Regions from separate parts of the Mus musculus genome. Here all the other regions are linked to region 1. Evidence: chromatin contacts called from public HiChIP or PLAC-seq and promoter capture Hi-C data. All regions are on one chromosome and are shown on one strand. The core of a region is the stretch at or near the end of the contact, and the rest is flanking DNA. Distances in the headings are between cores, read along the strand shown. Region 1 holds the start of Tmem179 (transmembrane protein 179). Region 2 overlaps Gm29890 (a long non-coding RNA gene). Region 3 holds the start of Zbtb42 (zinc finger and BTB domain containing 42).

Region 1 (4,007 bases), core at 611-3,110:
TCAAATTCATATGAACAATGAAAGACTGGTGTCAAGGAATGCTCCTCAGGAGGGACAAGACTCTGTCCTACGGAAGAGTCTCATCCTCCCAGCCAAGTTTGGTCCACATTACCTGGAGGCTCTTAGGACCACTCCTGGCTTCCAACAGACTCCCATCAAAACCTGACCATAGTGAGTTGAACTGCATCTCTTCCAAGTCCTAACCTTGCTACCTGTGGATATGGTTGCTTGATCTTCTCTCAGGAAAAGCAGTATCAGAGACTGGCAAGAGGATATTCAAGAACAGGGGCAGAGGCTGGAACACACAGGAGGCTAGAGCCAGCAGGAATAGACGCGTAGGAAAGAGCTTCTCTAGTTCTAACTCTAAGGACACTTCGATTCTGGACTCTCGGCCTCTACTGTGGTGAGAGCGTTAACTGTTTCATGTTCTTCATCTGTGGTACTAGCAAGAACCCCCTTCACCCAGCCTCCTACATCCTTGTGTTCTCAGAGACCCGTGCTTGTCACCCACCTCCTTGCAAGGGAGCAACTAAAAACATGGATGGGGAGGGCTGGACGTGGGAATTCACTCTCTATTGCAGGAGCATTGGTATTCCAGGACCCAGGAAGCCTCAGCCAGGGAGAGGGTGGGCTCTTGATTGTTGTTGGCTGAGGACACCAAGTGACCACATTCTACTGGCTTCAGACAGGTGACAAAGAAAAAAAGGGTGAAGAAACTCGGGAGGTACAGGGAACACAAAGGAGATCCTACTCACCCACCACACACACACACACACACACACACACAGACAGACATATAGACACATGCACAGTATACACACAGAGTACACACACACATAAAGGCACACACAGAGTACACACAGAGAGACACACATACACACACACACACACACACACACACACACACACACACACACACACACACTGTACATGCCTCCAGCTTAAGGGGAGCTTAAGGAGCTCTACAGACATCCTCTGCCATCTTTTCCCAAGAGGAGTAGCAAAAATAGAAGACTACCCGCTCTTTCCAAAGTGTAGTCCCTTCCCCCACTCACAGGAAAGGGGTGCAGGCCCAAGACTACTGCAAATGGTCCCAGGTCCCGAGGAGTGTGGCCTAGCTTAACAAGAGAGCCCAGACATGCAGCCATGACAGTGCAACATCTGTGCTCCAAGGGGTCAGGACTGAGAATTCGGAGTGATGCATCCCTTGGGAATAGAAAGAGATCATGTGGGTCGGACAGACAGCCTCATAGCCGCTGGGCCTGTGTGTAAACAAAGGGCAGTCTGCTTAAAATAATGAGGCTGAAAGTGTTGACACTTGCAGGCCTCTGCAGCAAGAGAGGTGGAGGGGCTCATGGCCCCGGAGAGGAGAGCCTGATAGGTGCCAGGAACCGTGTGAGTGTTGCATCAGTTTGCGCTGGGCTGCTGAAAGGCCTAAACTTACCCCTCGTGTCCCTTGCAGAGGAAGAAGAGCGTGCGCCATGCGTGCGCAGCAGCCAGCAGCAGTGACAGGAGGCTGGCGAGCAGGCTGAAGCGGCAGGCAGCCGGTGGGCCCCACTCCTGCACAGTGAAGCGCTCCCGCCCCTGCATCGTCAGGTTGGCACTCAGCCACATACCCTCGGTAAAGAGTAGGCAGCGGCCACGAAAGTCGTGGCCGTTCTCGGACAATGGCACCACCACCACGAAGCTGAACAAGAAGGCCAGAAAGTAACAGACGCACTGCGCGAAGAGGAAATTGTTGAGCGCCATGGTGGTGCCAGGATGAGAGGAGCCGCTGGCGAGGCCACCGGACAGGGACGCGATCGCTCCAGAAGCCGGGCCGCGAGTCTCCGGCGCCGCGCAGGCCGGTCCCGAGCCGCGTGGGAGGCTGCGCAATGACGGCGCCCGCGGGTCTCTCGCGTTGCGCGCAGACGCGTGCGCACAGGCCGAGCGTGGGGCGCGCCTGCGGTCAGTACCGCGGACAGTTCCCGCGGCTGCAGGATAGGTAGACAGAGCACTACACTAGACAGACTGCATTGGTGGAGACGTGCCATGGAAACCTGGCAGGGGTCGTGAGCATTACTAAGTCAGCTTGGGGAAACCCGACTCTGTCAGGAAGGGTACCAGCAGCGAAAGGCTAAGGAGGAGAAGGATGGAGTCCTATGTGCAGTTCAGACTCCTTTGCCAGGGCCTTTGTCTTTAAAGCGAATGGAGGAGGGAGGCAGAGAGTCGGGTCGGTAGGTGTGAGGATAGAAAAGAGGAAGGGTTCAAGTATTCCTAGGCGGGAGCAGACTCGTGATCTGTTTGTGCTCCGAGAACCATGCCCTCAGCCCCACAGTAGAGCCCTCCACTCCGCGTTTGTAAGATAAATAATGGTTGCCCTGGGCACCTCATTAAGACCTCTTTGCTGTGATGGAGCTGGTGGTGCATTAATTAATAGAATTAATGACTTTTCTAGTTTCCCTTAATACCAAGTAACCGTTAGTCCAATTCCCAGATGAGTAAGCCCTAGAGACATCCTTCTGGATATAGATTACATCAGCATTATTTTTGGCTTCAGGCACTAAAAATTCCTTTTGTTTTATTGCCAAAGTAATATGGGCTTGTTTTTTTTTTTAATTACAATGAGGAATATGTGTGATACAAAGACACCAAGTTTCTTCCTCTTCCCTCCACTCCGGCACATCGTTACTACTCGTGACAACCTGATGTCTACCCATCCAGACATTTTGCACCACGCACACACAATTTTCAAAAATGTTTCATACTATGCCTGTGTCTACAGGCAATTCAGTCATCCAACAGTATGCATTATTCCCTGTCTGCACAAGCAAGCCCGTGGTCTTCTTTCTAGTTATTGTGTAACATTCCGTAACATTGACTGTTGTGTGTGACTATCCCTCTCTGGGGGGACATTGAGCGTCTCCAGTGTCTGTTGTTTCCGGCTCTGCTGTGTGACATCCTGGTGTCTTTTTCTGCGGCTGTGCCAGCTGTGCAGGCAGCACATGAGTCTCTATGAAAGTCTTAGGAGAAGAATGACTGGGTCATGAGGTACGAACACTTCAAGTGGTGTTGGCAGGAGTCGCCAAACTGGTCTCTGGCAATATCGTGAAGATAGTCCACACATCAACTCTGCAGACCCTTCTCCTGAGCAGGGCTTTCAATCTGGTTGGTTTTTACACACGGAAAGACAGCTCATTGATTTGTGACTTGTCTTCTGCTTATCACTGGGAGGTCAAAATCTGCTCATAGTCATTACCATTTGTTATCCGCCTCTGCACATAGAGCATTCATTTTGCAATCTCTTGAGTACGTTATATGAAGGAACAGGATAAGGTCTGCAGCAGCTACTCTTTTCTCAGAGAATCCACCCAGGGTTTCTTCCACTGCCAAGACTCCCCAACCCAAACCAGGGGGGATTGTTTAGGAAGCTCAGCCTGCCCCATCCCAAACACAAATCCTAACCATTCATCAGCACTGGAAAATTTTGACCAAAAAACAACAAACAAACAAAATTGACCCTGACAATTGAGAAGGAAACAGATTGCATCAGAGGGATGACTAAAAAGGGACTCTGGTACCCTAATTTATGAGTTCCACTTAACCTTAAAAAATAATCAGGGGCTGGAGAAGTGGTTCAGACACTGGCTGCCCTTCTAGAAGACCAAGGTTCAATTCCCAGCACCCACATGGTGGAGCACAGTCATCTTTCACTCCAGTTCCAGAAGATCAGGTGCCATCTTCTGACTTCTGCCAGCACCAGGCATGCAAGCGTGGCACATGGGTGCAGGCAAAATGCCCATACAGTTAAAATAAAATAATAGAATTTTAATTACGAAAATCAGAGATTCTCTTGGTATTTGTATTAGTCCAGATTCCTCAGAGAAACAGAACCAACAGGATTATTTCACATGCTGTGGAAACTGGAAAGCTCACAATTCCAGGGCTGGCTGTGAAACCGGATCCGGAGATACGATCTGATGCTTTGGTTCAAGCTCAGGGTTATTCTGATGTGGAAGTCCCTCTTG
Region 2 (4,007 bases), core at 522-3,021, 180 kb before region 1:
TTTTGGGTATCCCCCTCCTCCTGGTCACTGTCTAAGATTCTCAACACAGCCCTTTGGGTACAGGTGTCTTCTGTGTTCTCAAGCAGAGACACTGTTTTTTCAAGGGACTGCTAGATAGATGTCTCTAAGACAAAATCCTCAGACTCCCAAGAGGGTCCCATAAAGGTCAGTATGGAGGTACACTCTACTCTAACCTAAAATCACCCCATCTCAAAAGGCTCCAAGGCAGTGACCCTGACTAGGCCTCAGGTCTTCCCGGTTGGTATTTTCTGCTCCTGGAGGTGCCTACACTCTGGCATCTTCCCCATTTTCAAAGCCAGCACCACAGGTCTGTCCTCTGATAGCTCCTTCCTGTGTCCTCTGGACTCTGACCCTCCTGCCTCTTTCCTGGGACACTATGACCACATCTAGGACTATCCCTATTTCAGGGTCCTTGTCCTGTCACACCTTTCTGTTGCCGCCTCAGGCTCCAGACCCACGGACTGATTGGGGACAGTGACTCAGATCCTCCTACCTGATATGCAAAGGCTGGTAGAGAAGAAATTGCTTTCCTGAGTATGCAATAGAGCCAGGGTGTCTGCCTTGGAGAGGACTCAGTGGGAGAGAGGGGATGTGGCTTTGGCTTAGACTGGCCAGGAGGGTTTGCTGGTTACAGACCTGTGTGGCCAATGTCCCCTAGGGGTGTCTAGAAGCGGAGGCATGAGGCAGCCAAGGCTAGACAGCAATGATCCTATCCATCCAGTAGACGGGGACACAGAAGCCAGAGGAGCCCTGTAGGGCTGGAAAATACAGGACCTGGGACTGAAGCTGTGCCAGCTAAGAGGGTGCAGTGTGGGGCAATGCAGAGCTGAGCATCCTTTGTGCCAGAGCCTGGGCAAAGCCATAAATGGTGGCTATGCTTGAAGGTGACAAGCAATGTCAAGATGGTGACCACAGGGACATGGTGGGATCCTGGCTTCTAAGGAGATGGAGGGGCTTGTGAGATACCAGGTATCTACAGCAGAGAGGCTCCTGCTCTGTTCTGATAAATGTGTGCCGTTGTGAGACCGTTGCACAGGACACATGAATCTCTTAGAGCTAGGCACCTAGTCAGTACCCCAGCACTTGTGATGGTGTGTGGGACTCCAGAGCTGAGGCCCTAGGGCTGCTGTCTGATGTCATAGGTTCTGGGAACCTCCAGGCTGTGGCTGAGAGGCAGTGAGCCCCTCTGTCTCTGAGGCACTGCAAAGGAGGGTCCAGGGGATATGGTTCACTTTAGCAACAACTTGACTGCACTTGGGATTACCTAGAGGCACGTGTGTGCTCTGTGAGGGCATTTCCCGAGGGACTTAGCTGAGGAGGGAGGAGCCACTCTGAAGGGAAGCAGCACCATCCGGCTGGGATCCTGTGGGTACAAAGGAAGACGTCATCTCTCTCTGCTTCCCTCAGACCTTTGTGCTCAACTCTCTCACGCTGTGCCTGCCACGCCTTCTCCACAATAATGGACTACTCCCTCCAAATACAAGAAAAAAGAAACACTTCCTGATGTAAGTTGTGTTTGTCATGTATTTTATCACAGGAACCAGAAAAGCCACCAATACTTCAGGTCTCATCCCAAGTCCCAAACACCATCTGCATGGACACTAATAGTATCACCTCCTCCAGGAAGCCTCCCAGGTCTTCCCAGGCCAGTCCTTAGTGGCCCTCCTGCCATCTCTACTTGTGTGGCCTCCCCTCTCCCTCAGGTACTCATATTTCTGGGGGCCGGAGTCCTCAGAATCTGTCTAGCAATGACGTAATGAGAGTTGGTTGCTAGGCAACCTGCCTCAGCTCAGTCAGAGAACCCTGCTCTGGTTTGAAGGGCCCCTGCCGATTTCTTAAAATATCAGCTTTTAGCACACATCTCATCCTAGAGCAGAGAGAATACAGTGCTGGCAAGCCCCGCAGGCCTCCCTTCCCCGACGATGGATGCTGGCTTCTGAGAGCTGATCGTGCGAGACTAACCTCCTTGTCTCTCCTTGTCACGGTCCTTAGCCTGTAGAAGAGGGACCGGTGATTGCGGTGACTTCAGCAGGCATTGGCAGAGTCTGCCGTGTGGTTCTTGAGGATGAAATGGGAAACGCATCCCAGATGATCTGCTAAGTGAATGTTGCCTGTTGTATATAATTATAGACAAAGGCGTCAGCTAATGGCCCCGTGTAACCCTGCGGGGAGGTCTGCAGCGCCACGGGGGACTGACATCAGTCCTGCATTGTCTGATACTCTTATCAATGATGTAGACAGGGGAGGAAAGGCCTGCCTGTCAAGATGGGGCTGAAACAAAGGGTAGGAAGAGCTCGTGGTGCAGGGCCGTAGCTCAGGATCATCCTGATGCGGAGATGGCTCAAAATGGAGCGGGCTGGGGGAAACTGAACTGAAACTGATTCGGTGGTGCTGTCCAAATGGGAGTGCTGATCAAAGGGATGCTAGCCCAGAGGCACAGTGAGGCCAAAAAAAACAAAAACAAAAAAACAAACCAAACCAAACCAAACCAAAACAGAAGGACCGGGCTCACAACACTCCTGCCTGACAAAAGACACATGCTCAGAATGAGAAACCCCAAACGCAGCCTTTTCTTAAAAAACAGAGGTGATGCAAATCAATCCAAAACAGGCAAAAATATGGAAGCTGTAACTTCAGCAAATTAGGCACCCCAGCACCCCACGGGTGGAGAAAGGGTTAACGTTGTTGGTTGTCAGGAGGACTCCAGTTGTGATCACCTTGTGACCTGACCTCTGCAGGGAGTGGCCAGAGAAAAAGGAGAGAAAATGTGACCTGGCAGCAGAGACATGTGTGTCCCATGCCACATCCTTTGTGAGGTGGTACCTTGTTTGCTCAAGCTGAGCAGAGACTGCTCTGTGCTCCCACCGCTGGGTCTCCTCCTCACAAAACACCACACATCAGGTTCATAGATGTTAGAGCGGCCTTCAGTAGCTGCAAGCCAGAGGTACTCAGTGTGGACATTGGCTCTCCTCGAGTAAGACGGCCGCTGCTGTATGTAGCATTCGGTGCATGTTAAAAAGCACAGAAAGACCTGAAGGAGCCAGGGTCAAAGGACAGACTGCCTTGAATGCCCTGATACAGAACAACCCAAGCCAGGCTGAGCTGGTCGCCCTGTGCACTGGGCTTCTGGGGTGCTGGGGATGCTCGCGTTTGTCCTGCGCTCTGACGGCAGCTGTTCTTGTCTGTGTAAAGCCAGCCCTACTTCCGGGGTGTGCATCTGTGCGGATGTGTTGTCCCTTGGTGCAGCGTTTAGCTGATGTGCGCGTGAGCATAAATGAAACAGCTGTGTGCTTTTGTTTCACTTTTCGGGGGGTAGAGAGAGGATCCGGGGCTGTGAGCACGCTAGGCACACGCCCTGCTGCTGGACTACGGCCTCCTCTCTCTTCTCTTATTACGTTTGACAGGGTATCTTATGACAGGGTCTCACTGAACTGCCCAGGTTGGCCTTGAACTTGTAATCCTCCTGATTCAGCCCCCAGAACACTAAGCTCACAGGCATGTGGCCTTGACAGTTGTCTTGACTGTGAGAGAACCAGAGTGGACTTTCCTTTGTTCTGAAGAGCCACACGCCTTGGTAGAAGACACAGACCTTATGGATGGTGGACAGCAGACTCGGGGCTGTGATTCCTGATTGGGGGGTGGGGGGAGGCAAGGAGACAAGAGAGACAGGCCCTGTGAAGTCTTCCGGGGGAGGCGCTCTCCAGAGTGTGCATCAGGATGGAGAGGCTTGGCTGAGGGTGGCAGTGAGGTGTCCAGAATTTTGTGTTAAGGCACCAAAAAGAGACTCCAGGAGCAATTTCTGATGTCCTTCCAGGGTGCCCTGGTGTCTACTGCTAATTAACTTGTACAGGCATGAGGTGAAACTCCAGGGGGTCACGCAGAGGCCAAGGAGGAAGGGAAAGGCTGCATGGCTCGCACAGTAGAAATGGGTCTCTTGCCGTTTGGAGCCTGGAAGGCAAAGCTTCAGCTGTCAGCACGCCCGAGTT
Region 3 (4,007 bases), core at 708-3,207, 170 kb after region 1:
AAAATGACCCTTTCATAGAGGTCGCCTAAGATCATCAGAAAAGCAGATGGTTCACAGGACGATTCGTAAAAGTGGCAAGATTAAATTTATGAAGTAGCGACAAAAAATAATTTTATAGTTAGGAGTCACCACAACATGAAGAACTGTATTATTAAAAGGTTGAAGCATTAGGAAGGTTGAGAACCACGGATATTGGGGCTCAGAATCATGCTAATTCTGGGAGGGGCTGAGGCAGAGGCAGGCTCCAGAGAGGGACGGTAGGATCTGGGCTTACTCTGAACATAGGATGTGGGCCATTCCTACAGAGGTAGAGTGGTGGTAAATACTTGGACAGTCAGAGGGAACTGGCCCTCCCCCGGCCGGGCTCCTATGTTGGGGGCAGCCAAGCTCCGCCCCTCAGCCATGCAGTGCCTGGATAACTGCCAGGTGACTCTAGGCTTCTTACTGCAGGTGCCAGATGAAGAAAATATAGTCAAATGTGCATTTCAGACACATACATTTCTTTTCCAGGGCAGGAAGTTGAGACTGGGCCTTGCCATGTAGCTCAGGCTGGTCTAGAACTTGAAATATCCCTGCTTCAACCTCCGTTTAGTACAACACTGGTTTTCTTCCCTGTAGAATCTAGGTCCTCCAGGAACCCTGGGAGCCCCCTTGGGCTTCCAATACAACTTTGAACAGGCCCCCTGGAGCTGTCCCCAACAGCCAGAAAGCCCCACTTCACAACTGGGTACTCTGTTCTGAGTGTCTAATGAGCCGGGCAGGGGGTTGGGGGGAGAGACAGGACTCAGCGGCTGTCTCTACCCAGAATGCCTTTGGATATTCTACCCAAACCCCTTTCCCTGTAATTCCTGTGCAAGACCTCCTTCATACTTACCCTCCAGCTCTCTATGTGGTGCCCACCCAACATTATTGGTCCCTGGACTTCTAACAAATGCAAGGTGAAAATTCGGAACGGGCCTAGCCCCATAGGAACTCTGGCTCTGTGATTTGGTACTGCGTGGCCCCTCCCTCACGCTAGAACTGTAAATGAGAGTGTCTAACTGACAAGCTTAATGAAGCTCAACGTGAGCGATGTCTCAAGCAACTTCAAGCCCCCTCAGCTAAGAATACCCCTCCGCCTGCACACTTGGGAGCCATTGGTGTAGCCCATGCCAAGGGGCCTCGACTCCTCTAAACCCCGGGCTCTATTGTCACGTCCTCTCCCCAGAAGAAGCAGGAGTCTCCTCAAACCCTGCTGACCCTGATTCCCCTGGAACACTGTGCCCAGGGTGCCGGCCCTGGCCTCTCTCCATATCACTCCTCCTACATCCTGTGTGTGACCTGTCTGCCTAACTCCGGAGGTCTCCTGCCACTTCTCTGTGATTGTGTCTTAAACCCATCCCACCACATCTGCCCTACCCAGTGCCCTCTGTCACAGATCTTAGTGCGCTTGACTGTCAGCCCAGGGTCTGCAGAGGGCGGTAATTCTCTCTCTGAGACCCCAGCTCCACGGCCTGTCCCAGATGTGTTAACGTGAATTCAAGAGAAATCTTCATAGGGCGAAGTGAATTTCTTTTTGACATTTGTGGTCTCTCATTGGCGCCCTGACCCATCTGAAGGACCGTCTTCCAACGGGTCCGAGGCCATTGTCCCGTAGTCCACGGAGAAGCAACTGCCCCTTTGTCCACCAGGGCAGTCGGGACCCCATGGAGGACACAGAGGCCCAGGAGACAAGTATCGCGAGAGGGTCCCGCACCCCCTCCCGTCACAGAGTGCGGCGGGCTAGCTTCTAGCGGGACTGACCGGGTGGGGCGGACAGAGAAGGGGTAGCGAGGTGACCTCAGCGGTTCGGCCGCTCCGGGAAGTCGCCCGGTCCGCCCCCTCCAGCTCCAGCCGGGAGTTTCGCTCTTCGGGGCGGGGCAAGCAGCAGGCGTTGCCCCGCCGGCCAAGTTAGTGCGCGCCCCGCCCGGCGCCGTCCGGGTCCCCGCGCCCTCCCGGCCGGGGCGCGCCGCCCCCAGTTCGGTGCGGTCCGAGCTGCACGGGAAAGCTTGCAGAACGAGCGGAGAGCCGCGCGTGCGGCGAAGGTGAGCACAGGGGCGGGTACTCGGCTCCGCCTGCCTAGCCGGCCGTTCCCCACGGCCGCGCTGCCATAAATGGGGCCGACGGCAGCGGTGGCAGCTGGCGGCGGTGCGGGCGGGCGGCGACTCTGGCGTCGGGGGGCGCGGCAGGCGGGGGGGGGGGGGCGAGGCAGCCTGAAGTCCTGACTTCTTTCTGTCCGCGCGGCTCGGCCCCTCCGCTGCGCCCCGAGCCCCGCCCCGGCGGCAGAGCGGCTTCTGTTTACTTTCGATCGAGTTTTTCCTGCTCCGGGCAGGTGCCGGGGCAGCTCAGGGCTGGCGGTTGCGCGCGTCACTCCCGCGCCTCTCTGTGGGCTGCCTGCACCCGGGAAGGGCGCGTCGGGGCGAGCGGGGGCCACGGCATCCCCGGCGTGTTGACAGGCGTCCCGTTTGTGCCCAGGTGATGACTGCGGCGGCATGGAGTTCCCGGAGCACGGCGTACGGCTGCTGGGCCGCCTGAGGCAGCAGCGCGAGCTGGGGTTCCTGTGCGACTGCACTGTTCTGGTGGGCGACGCGCGCTTCCCTGCGCACCGCGCTGTACTGGCCGCGTGCAGTGTCTACTTCCATCTCTTCTACAGGGATCAGCCCGCGAGCAGCCGCGACACGGTGCGGCTCAACGGCGACATCGTCACGGTACCCGCCTTCAGCCGCCTGCTGGACTTCATGTACGAGGGCCGCTTGGACCTGCACAACCTACCTGTCGAGGACGTCCTGGCTGCCGCCAGTTACCTGCACATGTATGACATCGTCAAGGTCTGCAAGGGCAGACTCAGAAAGAAGGACCCAGATCTGGAGACCCGTACGCTGGGGACAGAGCTTCCTGGGCAGCCACCACACCCCCTGCCTTCCTGGTCCCCTGCCTTCTGCCAAGCCGCACCAAAGGCCAAACACCCATCTCTAGGGGTCAAGGCTACCCATCCCCTGCCAACATTTGGACCTCCGTCTTGGCAGGTTGCAGAGCAGTCAAGTGGGGCCCTGGACCTGTCACTGAAGCCTAGCCCAAGACCGGAGCAGGTACACCCACCCTGTCGCCTCCAGACATCCCTCTGCAGCTCCGTACAGCAAGTGGCGCAGCCTCTGGTGAAGGCTGAGCAAGATTCGTTCTCAGAACAAGATAGCAGCAGCCCGCAGAGCGCGGACCGATCCCCACCACCAGTCTGTGCTTCTGCAGCCCAGGGCCTGGCAGTGGACTTGGAGCCACTGCACATCGAAGGGACGGGCAGCCAGCAGCTTGGGCTGCCTGCAGAGCCAGTGCTCGACAGTGAAGAGCTGGGTCCCAGCAGGCACCTTTGCATTTGCCCGCTATGCTGCAAGCTGTTCCCTAGCACCCACGCACTGCAGCTGCATCTCAGCGCCCACTTCCGGGAGCGGGACAGTGTCCGTGCCAGGCTCTCCCCCGAGGGGTCCGTGCCCACGTGCCCACTCTGCAGCAAGACCTTCTCCTGCACATACACCCTGAAGAGGCATGAACGGACACACTCTGGGGAGAAGCCCTATACCTGCGTGCAGTGTGGCAAGAGCTTCCAGTACTCACACAACTTAAGCCGGCATGCTGTGGTCCACACGCGGGAGAAGCCCCATGCCTGCCGCTGGTGTGAGCGCAGATTCACACAGTCCGGTGACCTGTACCGCCATGTCCGCAAGTTCCACTATGGCCTAGTCAAGCCCTTGCTTGTGTGAAGTGTTTTTCTGTATCCCCCCCAAGGTGGAGGGAGAAAAGGGGCAGGGTCTCCTGGGTGGGACTCTGGGGCAGAGGAAAAAAGCACAGGCCGGTGGTAGCACTACCCCAAGGCTAGAAGGTTGCACCAGCCAACCTGAATGAATGTTGCTGCTTCTTGGATGGGTTGCCGCCTTCTCTCCTTCTCCCCACCTCACACCTGAGGTTGTACCCTGCCCAGTTAGGGACACTTTCTT

Evidence for each region. Promoter capture Hi-C pulls out the DNA fragments that hold promoters and counts their contacts. HiChIP or PLAC-seq counts read pairs in DNA pulled down with a chosen protein or histone mark.
Region 2: a contact with region 1 is called in an H3K4me3 HiChIP or PLAC-seq map of forebrain, with 4 times the contacts expected there. The contact joins the enhancer-like site here to the promoter of Tmem179 in region 1. A contact is called at or near these places in 1 of 39 promoter capture datasets (embryonic stem cells), 2 of 484 Hi-C or Micro-C datasets (frontal cortex and monocyte-dendritic cell progenitors), 2 of 115 datasets of contacts at active chromatin or transcription factors (embryonic forebrain and forebrain) and 2 of 9 other capture datasets (adipose tissue and embryonic stem cells).
Region 3: a contact with region 1 is called in a promoter capture Hi-C map of stem cell-derived epiblast-like cells, with 3 times the contacts expected there. The contact joins the promoter of Zbtb42 here to the promoter of Tmem179 in region 1.

What each region holds. Positions count from the first base shown.
Region 1 is chr12:112,509,300-112,513,306 of GRCm38.p6, forward strand. Tmem179 (transmembrane protein 179) reads right to left here and starts at 1,861. Exons shown (of 4, transcript NM_178915.3): 1 at 1,445-1,861. The coding sequence starts at 1,749.
Region 2 is chr12:112,327,995-112,332,001 of GRCm38.p6, forward strand. It overlaps Gm29890 (a long non-coding RNA gene), which reads right to left. Exons shown (of 5, transcript XR_001780725.2): 4 at 1,984-4,007; 5 at 1-1,384. Among named protein-coding and RNA genes, the nearest start is that of Gm29890, 10 kb to the right of the region's middle. Within about 2 kb of position 1,772, at least 73 of the 459 cell types and tissues checked have an H3K27ac peak or open chromatin away from gene starts, as enhancers often do. A contact at or near this core is called in embryonic forebrain and forebrain, where this site is marked.
Region 3 is chr12:112,676,883-112,680,889 of GRCm38.p6, forward strand. Zbtb42 (zinc finger and BTB domain containing 42) reads left to right here and starts at 1,958. Exons shown (of 2, transcript NM_001100460.1): 1 at 1,958-2,063; 2 at 2,494-4,007. The coding sequence starts at 2,511. The coding sequence ends at 3,773.